Linked DNA regions of Zea mays: all the other regions are linked to region 3. The links are chromatin contacts, called in public Hi-C maps. All regions are on one chromosome and are shown on one strand. The core of a region is the stretch at or near the end of the contact, and the rest is flanking DNA. Distances in the headings are between cores, read along the strand shown.

The links. A called contact is a pair of places that touch in the nucleus more often than the background predicts.
Region 1: a contact with region 3 is called in a Hi-C map of bundle sheath, with 1.8 times the contacts expected there. The contact joins the promoter of LOC103637972 here to the promoter of LOC103639738 in region 3. A contact is called at or near these places in 3 of 25 Hi-C or Micro-C datasets (bundle sheath, ear and leaf mesophyll).
Region 2: a contact with region 3 is called in a Hi-C map of endosperm, with 2.0 times the contacts expected there. The contact joins the promoter of LOC100278723 here to the promoter of LOC103639738 in region 3. A contact is called at or near these places in 5 of 25 Hi-C or Micro-C datasets (endosperm, leaf and leaf mesophyll).

What each region holds. Positions count from the first base shown.
Region 1 is chr9:14,318,047-14,322,394 of Zm-B73-REFERENCE-NAM-5.0, forward strand. LOC103637972 (ABC transporter C family member 13) reads right to left here and starts at 2,425. Exons shown (of 36, transcript XM_008660967.3): 1 at 2,144-2,425; 2 at 1,956-2,002; 3 at 1,742-1,826; 4 at 84-248. The coding sequence starts at 2,173.
Region 2 is chr9:14,987,448-14,991,422 of Zm-B73-REFERENCE-NAM-5.0, forward strand. It overlaps LOC100278723, which reads left to right and starts at 2,304. Exons shown (of 8, transcript NM_001151907.2): 1 at 2,304-2,614. The coding sequence starts at 2,387. LOC103637982 (CHD3-type chromatin-remodeling factor PICKLE) reads left to right here. Exons shown (of 31, transcript XM_008660980.3): 31 at 57-616. The coding sequence ends at 347.
Region 3 is chr9:14,597,898-14,601,913 of Zm-B73-REFERENCE-NAM-5.0, forward strand. It overlaps LOC103639738 (protein POLAR LOCALIZATION DURING ASYMMETRIC DIVISION AND REDISTRIBUTION), which reads left to right and starts at 1,641. Exons shown (of 3, transcript XM_020544230.1): 1 at 1,641-2,311; 2 at 2,442-2,923; 3 at 3,054-3,519. The coding sequence starts at 1,906. The coding sequence ends at 3,470.

The DNA.
Region 1 (4,348 bases), core at 1,175-3,674, 280 kb before region 3:
TAGCACCAACCATAAGCACATTTGTTCAAACATTTATATGACTCGAAAGAGAAACAAGATCATTATGATAACAGAGTTCTTACCCATGCAATAAACTGGGAGCATGTGAAGAATAGTTCATAATTTTTAACATCCTTCCCTTCAAATTTCTTCTTAGCTAGCATAGTCAATCCAAGCAAAGAAAGGCAGGCTGCAAAACCAGGCACACCGAATGCAAGCAACTTCTCCGATAAACTTCTTGTGACGTTCTACAACAGTAGAACTATTATTATACATAACAAGGTACAAATAATGAAGAACATAAATTAAATAAGATAATTGTCAGGTAACAGGCATTAAATGTAAACAGAGCCACTCTCCTTGGGCATTGCTTCTATATGGTGTTAAAATGTAATTTGTTGTTTTTACGGTTTGCCTTGTGTCAAGTTTTCTTGTTTCATTAAGTGCTTTAATGCAAGAACATATAATATTATTATGTAGTACTGGATCTGGATGGTATATTATGCTGCCAGCTGCTTGAATCCTCCTAGTATTAGTATGACCACCAAATTTCTGAAATCTTGATCCAGTTTCAATTATCGACTTATTCATGAGTAACTGAAGGTGCTAATTCTACAATTACATAGCTATCTCCAGTAGAGCCCCTAAACGGGTGCGTATGTGCATTTTGTGTGCTCGCGAGCCACAATAGCCCCTTCCAGCAGAGCGCAGATGAGGACGCGGAAAATGTGCGCTCACCCTCCACATACACCAAATCTATGGTTTCTCTCTCCTCCGTGGGTTTATTTGAGCGTCTACATGCCCGGTCTATTCGAAGCGTCCTCTCATTTGCGTGCTCGCATATGTACCGTGACCGCTCAAAATGCATATTCGCATATGGCACCTACTAGGGATAGCCTTATGACGAAATCGGTAATGCAACATGCAAGCTTTACTTGAATACTCCAAATGGTCTACCGTAAACAAACATGTGAAATATATAATGCGATATAAGGCCTAATACATTGACAACGGACAGCAAGGTATTGCTTTGTAGGCATAGAATGTAAACATAACAATGAATAATCAGAATTCAAACTGAGCAGCAGTAAGTATAGTAGATGGCACTTGGCACCCTTATTTTTACCCCCTCTATGAGCACAACGCACTTACATAAAGTACGTCTGAACAGTAGTCCCATACAATTAGTACTACAGCAGGAGGCAACTATCTCCGTCATTAATGTGTCACATCAGGTCAAAATATGCAGATAGAAACAAGTAAAATGCAAATAGGAACAAGAAAAGCTATTCCAAAATAGTTGCCGCTATAATATTTACATTGGTTAGAATTTCTCAAATTTAACTAGATTTATAGAAAATATTATCAACATGCATTTACATCTCTAAATAAATTTATTATACAGATAGATTCAATGGCCTATCTAATAATACTGGTTATATACTATAAAATATATTTGACTAAAGTTAAAAAGAATTGATTTCTCGAAAACAAGAACAACAACTATTTTAGGATAGGAGTATCTCGGCTGTCTAATCCCTTACAGTTTTTGAATGCCAATATGTCATGCAAAAGCAGAATCTGGAAGAGACGATGGTTAGCAACTAACTTTCCTACGAATTCCAAATAGTCAACATAGCCTGAATGTTGACAGCGAAATGCTCCTCGAAATGATCGCAAAAATGATCGATTACTTTATTAAACGGAGAAGTAGTAGATGATGCAGAGCAAAATCAAGTACCTGAGCTCTGTTTGTGTTCCTCTTGGCGAGGAAGAGCCCAAGTGCAGCAACCGCGGCGATCGCATTCCCAGCGAATCCCAGCACCGTGCAACCACGACAAAAGTGTTAAGGAGAGACCTCAGAACAACACCAACGGCAAACCACACTCGAGGACAACAAACCACAGAACTGCAACTGCAACCCACTCGAGATCAAAATCAAAAGGCAAGGATATAAATCCGCGAAGCACGGCCCGAAACGCCTCCCGTCGACGTCCCATACCTGCACCGAGAGATCGCCGCCCCAAAACAGTCACGGGTTAGGACCACGTCGCGATCGGTAATTCAAAAACCCCAGCGTACGTCCGGCGCCCGGGGTAAAAATAAAAACAAGTAGGGTTTTGGCGGGGTTTAGGAATCGCACCGCGGGGTCGCCGGGGCAGACGAAATCCATGGAGAGGGAGGCGGCACACGGCGGAGGAACGCTGACGCCGCCGCGCCCGACGGAGGACTGGAATCACGAGCACCGGCCGGCCTCGATTCCGAGGCAGGCGGGCGGGTGGCGAGCGGAGTGGAGACCGGTGGAGAGTAGTGCGTACGTCGCGCCGTCCCCGTCCCCGTCCCGTCGGCAGTCGTGGAGTGGTGCCACGCGTGTGATCCACCGTTCGTTTGTTCTCGACTTCTCGTACAGAAAGGTCACCAAAGTGTGGCTTCGCTTTTTCCGTTATCACATCCTAAAGGTGATTAGCACATGCAGTAACAAAGAGCAGCGCCGCTTTCGGCATAACCGGCGATCGCACTAGCACCGTAGCCCGTAGCGCGCTGCGCGCGGCCAGCGATCGAGTGGAGAGGGGCAGAACCGCCGGAGTGCCGAACGACGGCGTGAGCGCAGCGCCGCTGAGACGGCATGAGGGTCCAAGTGCAACGACGGACCCACTGTCAGTGATGGTTTAACTTGAGGGTCCCCTGCTTCGTCTCAGCTCTGAAAGTAGCGCGCGTCGCGCATGCGGATCTCCACTTTGCGCGAGTGGGCTCGGCTTTTTGCTTTTGGGCTTTGGTCTTCGGCCTTTGGGATCCTTTGTCATTTCTGTTCAGTCACGTGGCTCGCACATAGGAGGAGCGGGGAGATCAGAAAACGATAGGCGATCCCTCCGCGGAGTCTGCGCTGTACGACGGCCGAGCTCCCAAGCCGTCACCACTCACCAGGCCGAATAACTGAACACAATGATATATTGGGCCGACTGCGAGAACACACGACATCCCCACAACAAACAGACCACCAACTCGTCCAACAAGGGGCCGCTTAAGGTCTGACCGGTCGGACCATGCACCTCGCCGACTAGCGGATTTTGCTGGTCTCCTCCTCCCCGATGGGCCGGCCCGCTCTGCTGGTTGCGATGTTCGCTTCCAAACTGCTCTGTGCTCCAGTAGTTCCGCGAGTCCTCGAGATACGTTCGAGGTCTTTGGGATGCTCCAGTTCCTAGCTCCATGTAAAGCAATAGTTTATAATATCAATTTAAATAGTTTTAAAAATATTTTTATTCTAAATAATAAATAAAATGACTTATTTAAATATCTTTTAAAGTCTTACACCTTCGGTTATATAGTTTTTTATAGCATCTAATGACCTGCTCTAACAATTCTACTAAATTTTTTTAAGCTGAAGCTATCACAAACAGGGCCAAAAGAGAAATAAATAGTAGAGCATCTCCAAAAGTTCTCGCAAATTGACTTCTAAAATCAATCTAGAGCTTATTTAATTAGAGGTGGATTAAAAGGATTGAAGGTGATTAAATCTCTTTCTAATCAAATTTGAATAAAAAAATTTAACCTTCATCAATCCCCTCCAATTCAGATGCAATCAAACAAGATCTTAAGGGTCATCTCAAAATATATTGGGATAGTTTTTAATCATTTCTCCAACAGTTCCCTTAAATATGAATCAAAATATTTTAAACTATACCTGATCAGCCTTAAGCCCACGTTGATATATTTTATAGGTGTATTTTTTTTCTTTAGCGTTTTGGCGTTTGCCCAACCACCAAACCTGTGCTGCCATCAGAGGTCACTGGTGAAACATGGGCAGGCGTGGCCGGTGAGGGAAGACCAACAGCGAGGTCGAGCGACAACGGAGGCCTGATCGACGATAGAGGTCTAATAGAGGGTCGTGCGACAATAGTTGCGGGATAACGGGTGGCGGCAAACTATGTTTCATGGGAGAAAAAAATCTCTGTTTTGTAGCTATAAATGAGGGAGTTTTAATGATTATAAAAAACTATGATTACTTTAGAGAAGTTGTTGGAGATACATTTTATGTTTTCCAAAAGAACTTGATTCTAAAAAGACTTGGCGGGGTGGGGGGACTCGGAGATGATCAGAGTACTAGGAGATATATGAAAGGAGCAAACGTATTGCTCTTACTATTGCACACAGGAGCTAAGAATTAAGAAGAAAATATTTAACCGTGTTCAGAACTAAAAATATTTCGTGAGATATCATATAGAATAATACAAAAGTTACGTAGCATATAAAATAAAAATGAATGAATGGAATAGTCAAAGTAAATAAGTATAAAGAAAAATTAAAACATATCATGAAATATCTTATGGGTACCGACAACCTGGTGACT
Region 2 (3,975 bases), core at 1,054-3,553, 390 kb after region 3:
TCATTTGTTTTCCTCGAGTTAACATTATAACCAGACTGTGTACGTATGCTCTGCAGATGTGTGGAGTGCTTGAAGAGAGTGGTGCTTATGCGCTCAGTTCCTTCTTTGGAGACAAGTCCGCATCTTCTAGTTTGGCCAATAGCCTTCGACAGTTTGAAACTGTGTGCGAGAATGTCGTCGAGGCCTTGCGACCACACCAAAATGGTACTGGCAGTGCCATCAAAGAGGAATTGGTAGATGCAGCCACCAAAGCAGCAGCAGCAGCAGCTCCTCAACAAGATTCAGGCCATGATGCACCGCATGGGCAGTCTTCGACAGCCAAGGCGGACATGGAAATCGATGGTTGATTTGTAGGTTCCAGAGTGGTAAGAAAGGGAATCCCCCTCTAATCATTATGTATACTGTGGTCAGAATGTGCGCTATATATTGTAACATCAAAGAAAGCACCTCCAGGCCTGAGGGTGTTACTGCTAATGCGTTTGGTTTACTTGTTGTCCTTGTAATATGCATACACATTTAGAACTCATGCAGCCATTTTGTGTGCTCGAACCGGTGGATCGCTGCCCTGTTGTCTTGTACTGTGTTTAGGGCCTGTTTGGATACGAATGGTTAATTATAAGACGGGGCTAAAGATAAGTACGGATAAGTACGGATTAGCTATAGTTGGCTAGCTTGTTGGTTAACAATTAGCTAAACTTTGGCTAGCTAGATGGTAAACAATTAGTTAAAAGTTTAGCAAAAGAATTAGTTCACCTATTAACTCAGTTTGTTGCCTCCTTTTTATTATGCCAACTAATTTGCAGACCTGATGATAAATTCTCATCGATGATAATAATGATAAAATAGCAAATATCCCACTTGGCGGCGCCCCTGCCGTCGATTTCGTCGCTGGTCGAACCGTCTTTACCGCCAACGCAGCGGCGGCAAGCGGAGGTCCACAGGGCCGACGGATGCCCGCGGTTATATCGTCTGTGAAATCAACATCTACCAATCATAAGCGTGGCGGCTTCGAGATCGACTGGGACCATTGAATGATTGAATTTTTAAGCGTCACTCCATCGTCCTCATCCACATCACCCACGACATTGATGCCAACGTTAGATCAACTCCAAAAGAATGCTAAAAAGTTTCTTTTAAAAATGATTATTGAAGGCATTCTAATTTTTTTTAGAAGTGAGTTATAGCGTGTACTCCAACAGTTCCCTAAAGTATATAAAAAACCTGAAATCTGTCTATCTGTGATTTCAGGCTGATTTCTGTACAACAGAAACAAACAGATGAACCAACAGTATTATTGGCCAGACACAAGGAAAATCAAAACAAAAAAAGCATTTTATCCTTCGTTGTAGCCTGTAGGCGTTCTGCTCCAATTTCCCGTACGTGGAACAAACAAATCAAAGAATTTCATTCTCTCTCCTACTTCCAGGCGTTCTGCTCTTGCTACTCGTGGCTGGCAGCCTGGCGCCGTGTGCGCGCGGCGAAATACGCGGGAGCCTGTGCGTGCGGAGGGCGGACAGATTGGGGACTGGGGAGGGATACATGACGCGAAAATATACGGGAGAAGATGATGGGACGAGGGACGCCAAATTTTTAGTGAAAGGACGAGGGAGCTGAACAAGAAAGACCAGTTTTCCTTCCTAATAAGGCCTTGTTCGTTTCTGTTGGATTGGTGGGTCGGAATAATTCCTAACCGGATTGTTTTTCTAATTTATATAAACTTTGATTGAGTGGAACGAATCCGGGTGCAATCCGACACAAACGAACAAGGCCTAATGGTTTTGGGTTGATTTACATCTTTTAAAGTTTCTCTTAGTCTCCGTCATTTCAGCTTGGATCTGAGGTTCTCTCTAACCATTGTCCCCATACATTCGTTTATCTATACTTTCTAATATATTTCACTCTTTCTCTAAAAGATTTTTCTCTTTTACTTAGTTTATCTTAAACATTTTTCTCTATACAACTTCCCCTATATTAATTAACATACATATTTACCATTTTTGACTTTTTTAAAAAATCATAATATTGCCATAGTGCACATTATTATTATATCATAGGGCATAATTAAAATTAAAAACGATATAATTAACCTGTAAAAGAGACAAATACATTTTTAGTTATCTACTGGAAATTGTAGCCCTATTGGTGGGGAAATTGTAGCCCCATACCTAGAGGTGGCAATAAACTCAATATCTTAGACTACAAATAATCAAATTGGATTCTATTTCTATTTATTTATGAACTAAAAGTAATTAAAAACTCAAACAAATTATAAAACGACATTTGGATCGTGATCTACCACGCCTACCCGTACGTGCGGTCAGAGAGCTATCTGGGGTGGCATTGGAGTTGGAGCCGGCCTGACAGCACCAGAGAGAGGGTTGCCGACATGGGAGAAGCGGCAGACCGCGAGCGGCCGCCGTGGCGCTGCACGGTAGCCGTGCAGGCCGCGCTCTGCCTCGCGCTCTACGCGGCCTTCAGCCTCGGCGAGCCGCAGCTCATCCCGCGGGGCGGGGTGGACGCACTCGGGCGGGGCGCGCGCGGCGGCGGCGTCGCCTTCCTCAGCGTCGCTGGCGGCGCGCGCGGACCCATCGACCAGGAGAGGCTCCTGAGGCAGGTGCGCGCGTTTCGCACTCACCCACCCACCTCCACACCCTATAGGTCCGGGATCTCTTCTGCTTCACAGTTCACACGCGCCTTCCGGCGCCTGGTTCTGCTCTCCTCGTGGAGTGGTGTTCTTCATTTGGTTTCCCCTGTTTGCGACCTGGCATTGTCCCCTTCCCCATTGCTTCGTGATGCGCAGGATTTTCTTAGAGGCGCTCTTGTCGACCTCACCTCGTCCCCACTTCGCGTTGGCAATTGGCATGGTCGTTTGTGTGGTTGCAGCTCGCACACGCGTGAAACATGGTCTCGTTCACCACGGTAGCCTTCTTATACAACGCATCACACTATCCGACTCAGTCACAGGACCGAGACGACATCATACTCGTGTCTTAATCGGGGCGCAACAACCCGTTCGTTACGGCTTTCATTCGTACCGTTTAAACAAATAGAGATGATGTTTGTCGTACTTATCGCTCACACTGTCACACACACCAAGATTTGATCATCTCTCCACGGCTAGTGAAGGAATGGCTGCCGCCATCGTCTTCATCGCGTCCGAACGCCACAATCCGACTCCCATAACCGCTACTCCTAATCGCGAAGGTATACCTCTGTTTTACGTTTTCTAGTGACTAAGTTACGAGCTAAGTTCATAGACTATTAACAGTGGTACTAGAGCCAATAATAGTGTTCTTTCCTTTTATTTATTTTATTTTCTGTATTTCCTTTAAGTTGGGCAAGGTTTTAAGCTTGAGTTCAAAGTTTTAAGAATGTTTTTTCCCTGCAAGAATTTTTTTTCTTCTCAATTTCGTCGTACCTTCTTGCCTCCTACACACTAAGATCCAATCTCTCTGTGGTCTCCCAATCCTAAAGATATATCATCCGATCTATTTATTGTCTAGTGGTTAGGACGTTAGGTTACGGGTTAAGGTCGTAGATTGCTAACATAGTGCTCAGTAAATCTTGCACGGAACATGTTGAGTGCGCAACGGTTGAACCATGGAATTAAATTCAGAAATGACTCCCCTCATTCTGACAACGATTTGCTCACGTAGTTGCGTGTCCTGTTCTTCTGACCAGCCATGCGTTTCCACAGGTTCTACCGTAATAGATGTCAGGTTTGATGGCCTACACATGCCTGATCCAAGATTGGTATTACTATATAACCATGTCATTGGACTTACCTGGATCCGGCACATGCATATGTTCTTCCCGATGAGGCACACGTGCCTCCTGATAATGCTTTCACTGCAATAAGCACTGACCTGTCCCGAACTGCATTCTTGTATAGTGATCGTGCCCCACCAATCTTCTCCGTAATTCCGTATGTATCAGTTAACGCTACACAAGTACACAAGTTAGTTCTGATTTTCC
Region 3 (4,016 bases), core at 391-2,890:
TTTTCCCTGTTTTATTAGTGCTATAAATCAAGAATGTTACGGAGAAGTGTACGAACGAGCTGTGTGTAACCGTAACTTTTTTTTTGAGCTCACAGTACGCTCAAATTAGACATCTTTTAAACAGTCTCTAGGGTGTAGTAAGTGCAATAAATAAATAAATAAATCAAGAGACAGTCTCTTCGTGGAGAGCCCGTCTCTACACCACTCTCTATACATATTATGTCTTAACTGTATTTATGATTTATAGGCTCTGAGTTGTATTATGCAATTTCTTAACCGTCTCTTATACTTTACAAATCGATCCTAATAAGCCTCTGGGTTGTACAAGTTTGTAGTACATGCCCTAAGGTCTGTCCTCGTCAGTCAGACAACAAGTATTTATCGCCCTAATAACAGTGTACGAGAACCAGTTGCTGCTGCATGGTTCGGTTTGGCGGCGTTGTTACCTGCAGCTGATCGATGACTGGAATACGGTGCCTAGCTACACGTACTGTTCACGGACGAATTGAATTTGAACTCCTCATCATCAACGGTCAATGCCCAAAGCCTTCAGTTCTATCCGGATCGGAGCGCGGGCGGTTTAACCAGCTGCTGGGAGTTAAAAAAAACCCCGTGGCTCTCCCATTTAATTCCTCATCGTTTCAATTCGAATCCGCAGTTAACACGCAAGTTAGTACGAGGTAGCGTTTGTGTATATGGTACGGGACTCTAATCGCCATGCATGGTGTCATGCATGACGTGGCCATATGTAATGGACTGGTCGGCTGGACAAATTAGGAGTAACTCGCTGCTCGCCAACTAGGCCAGGCCATGATCGTGCGTGTCTTTGGATCAGGTTGAGCTATATAGGTGCCTAGGCCACGCCATCCATGATTAGTGGAGTGTTTTTTTATAATAGATCAGAGAGTCAGAGACGGACGCATTTCAAAAAAAAATTATCCTGTGTGGTGAAAATGCTGCTGCTTGCTGCTACAGCTACACCACCCGTATTGCTGCTGGTGACGCACTTGCACAGTTGCACGGAGCTTCTACCCTACTACGACTCGTTTTGCCGGGCTCAATACCAGCCGTCGGATGCTTCATCCGACGTCTCCCCGCCACCTAGTTCCGGCCTAACGAAAAATGCCTACGCCCTACCTAGCCTAGACCTAGGCGCACCCTGCAAGGCTGCAGCTCCGTCTCCTCCCAGCAGCAGTAGCACAGGCACAGGCAGGCACAGCGCTGCACTGCACTGGACGACGCTGACATGAGGACACACCCTCCAGTCTCCAGAAGGAAAATTCCCTGGCCCTGGCACTGCCCGACCTCTGCTCTGCTCGGTTCGGCCGTCAGTAACACCCAGGAATTCACAGTTCCATTCCGAGAGATTGTTTGCGTGCAGAGGGTTAAAAATGGCAGCACGGCAGAGCCCGCAGCGCAGTTACTGGTACCGGCAGCGGCAGCTTCCCTTCCCCCGCAGGCTGCAGCAGCATCAACATGGGTTGCTCGCCCCCCGCAGTTAATTCCTCCCTCCCCTGCGCCTCCAATTGCATGCCTGGCCTGGGACGACGGTGGGGCCAGCGCGCCATTAGCGCAACCCAAGCAAGCTTCCAAGATCATTCATCGCCTAGATTAGTACCGGCATTTAACACTCCCCCCGCCGCTTTTTTTAAACTTGCCGAACTTCCCTCCAAAGTTGCCGCGCGCCTTTCCGGAAGAGGCCGGGAGAGCTTCTTTCTTCTTCCTCGCCCTCGATCTTCTCCTTCCTCTCCTATAAATACGTGGCGTTACGCATGCATGCAGGAGCAAAGCAGCAACGGGGCGTGGCGTGGCGTGGCCAAGAATTCGAATTCCTCGGCGGGCGGCAGGCACGCGCATAGCGCTATAGCTTAGCTTGCTTGCTTGTTTGTTCCATCGCTTTTTCCAATGGAGAACTGCGTGAGGGGTCGAGCGGGAGGGAGGGTTAGAGAGGACGCGGGTTCGTCGTCGCTGCCCCTGCCTCCGCCGCCGCGCCTAGCGGCCGCGAATTCCTCGGCGGCGGCGGCGGCGTCCATCCGGGCGCACCTGGCGCGCACCGCGAGCGGGGTGGACGCGCAGCCGTCGCCGCGGTCGCTGCTGTCGCGTATCCTGCTGCGTGGCGGCGGCGACGGCGGGAGTGGCGGGGGAGGAGGGTTCGGGTGCCGGGTGCGGCTGCCGCGGCGGTACGGCGGCGGGCTGAGGGAGGAACGGAAGGATGGCGCCGAGCAGGGAGAGACTCCCCGGGTTAAGGTCGTCGAGCCGCCGCCGCCGCCGCTGCCAGAGCTGCCCCTCGAGACGCCGCGGAGTTCGCTAGGTTCGGCATTCCGAGGCAGGAGGATCATCATATGCACTAAAAACCTCCCGCTGAATTCAGAACGCTTGCTTGAATTATGGAGACGTCGAGAGCAGTGATGCTAATGCTGGAGTTTTGTCGGATTCCGCAGGGAGGAAGAAGCCCGAGGAGGAGCTGGTGTCCATGAACCTGGGCCTGGGCGCGAGCCTGGTGCTCCTGCTGTCCAAGAGCGCCGTGGAGCTGAACAAGATGGTGGAGCTGCGCGCGCAGATGGAGGCCCTGGTGTCGGAGATCAGGCAAGCGTCGCGGTACAGGGAGGAGGAGGAGAAGCAGGCGGCGAGCCACCCTACTTCTGCTGCTGCTGCTGCCGTCGCTGGTCCCGCCACGTCGCAGGAATCCGACGGCGGCAGTAGCGCCACCACCACCGCCGTGAAGGACCCGATCGCGTTCCCCGCGGCCGACGCCGACGCCGACGCCGCGTCCAACTGCTCCCGCACGGCGGTGGTGATGGACCTCATGGAGGCGGAGCTCCAGGCCGAGCTGAGCCGCATGCAGCAGCAGCGTGGGCGCGGCGGTACGGTGGTGCACGGCCACGGCGGCGACAGCCGGATCGCCCCGACGCGAGGACTCGAGGTACGTGCGGAACGAAAAATCACCACCAGTACCGCAGTACGCCACCACGTACCACGCCGTACGTGTACGTCCGTGTGACGCGACGCGTGTTCGTCTTGCTTGCTGCTGATGTGGCTGACGTTGCCGGCAGTTGCCGCTGCTGAAGGTGAAGACGAAGGGCGACGCCCCCGACAGCGCGTCGCGCAGCTGCGTGGACTACGACGGCGGTGGCTGCGACAAGCACGACGATAATGATGAAGTGGACGGCGAGGGCGAAGAGGACGACGACGGCGATGAGGAGGAGGAGGAGGATGACGTGGAGTACGGCGAGGACAGGATGAGTCCCCCGCACGGCGGCGTGTCGGCGCGCGCGCTGGAGCGGCGGCTCCACGAGCTGCTGCAGAAGCGGCAGCAGGACCGGATCGTGGAGCTGGAGTCGGCGCTGGACAGCGCGCAGCGGCGGCTCCACGAGAAGGAGCGCGAGGTGGTGTGGTGGCGCGACGCCGCCAAGCTCGTCTCCCACCGCCGCGACGAGTCGCGCCGGATTGCCACCGCCAGTGCCAGGTAGAGAAACGAGAGAGAGAGAGAGAGAGGTGGCGCGAAAGGCCGGCTGGCCGCCTGCCTTTGTACTGCAGCCTGCAGCAGATGTCCGGATGGAATGGGGATGGGGGTCGTCGTTCGTCATCACGCTGCGCGGGTGACGCGCTGTAATGTACTCCTGCGAGCTGGGGCGAGTGAGCGACACGACCCGCGGCGGCGGCCTCTTGTCGCGCCTCTGCCGTGCGCGCGTGCGGCTCGGACGGAGGCCGCGGGGTTCGGCTCTGCATTTGCCTGCACTTGGTTGTCTTGTACGTCGTGTCGTTGTCCGGTGCGGACGAAAAAAAAAATCCTTTTGTGAATTCGAGCAGAGTTTGTACTTGGTACCCGTGATGTTGCCTGCCGCGCACGTTCTGGTGTGGTGTCACCTGTGGTCGCTCCGTCGCTGCTGGCTTGTAGTACTATGTATGTACAGTTGTACACCAAATAAATAAATGCTGACGGGCCACTGGGGCTCATCGAAACTACGAAGTGCATGCGCAAAACCTGCGTGGGGATGAAGGGTTCGAAAATCGAA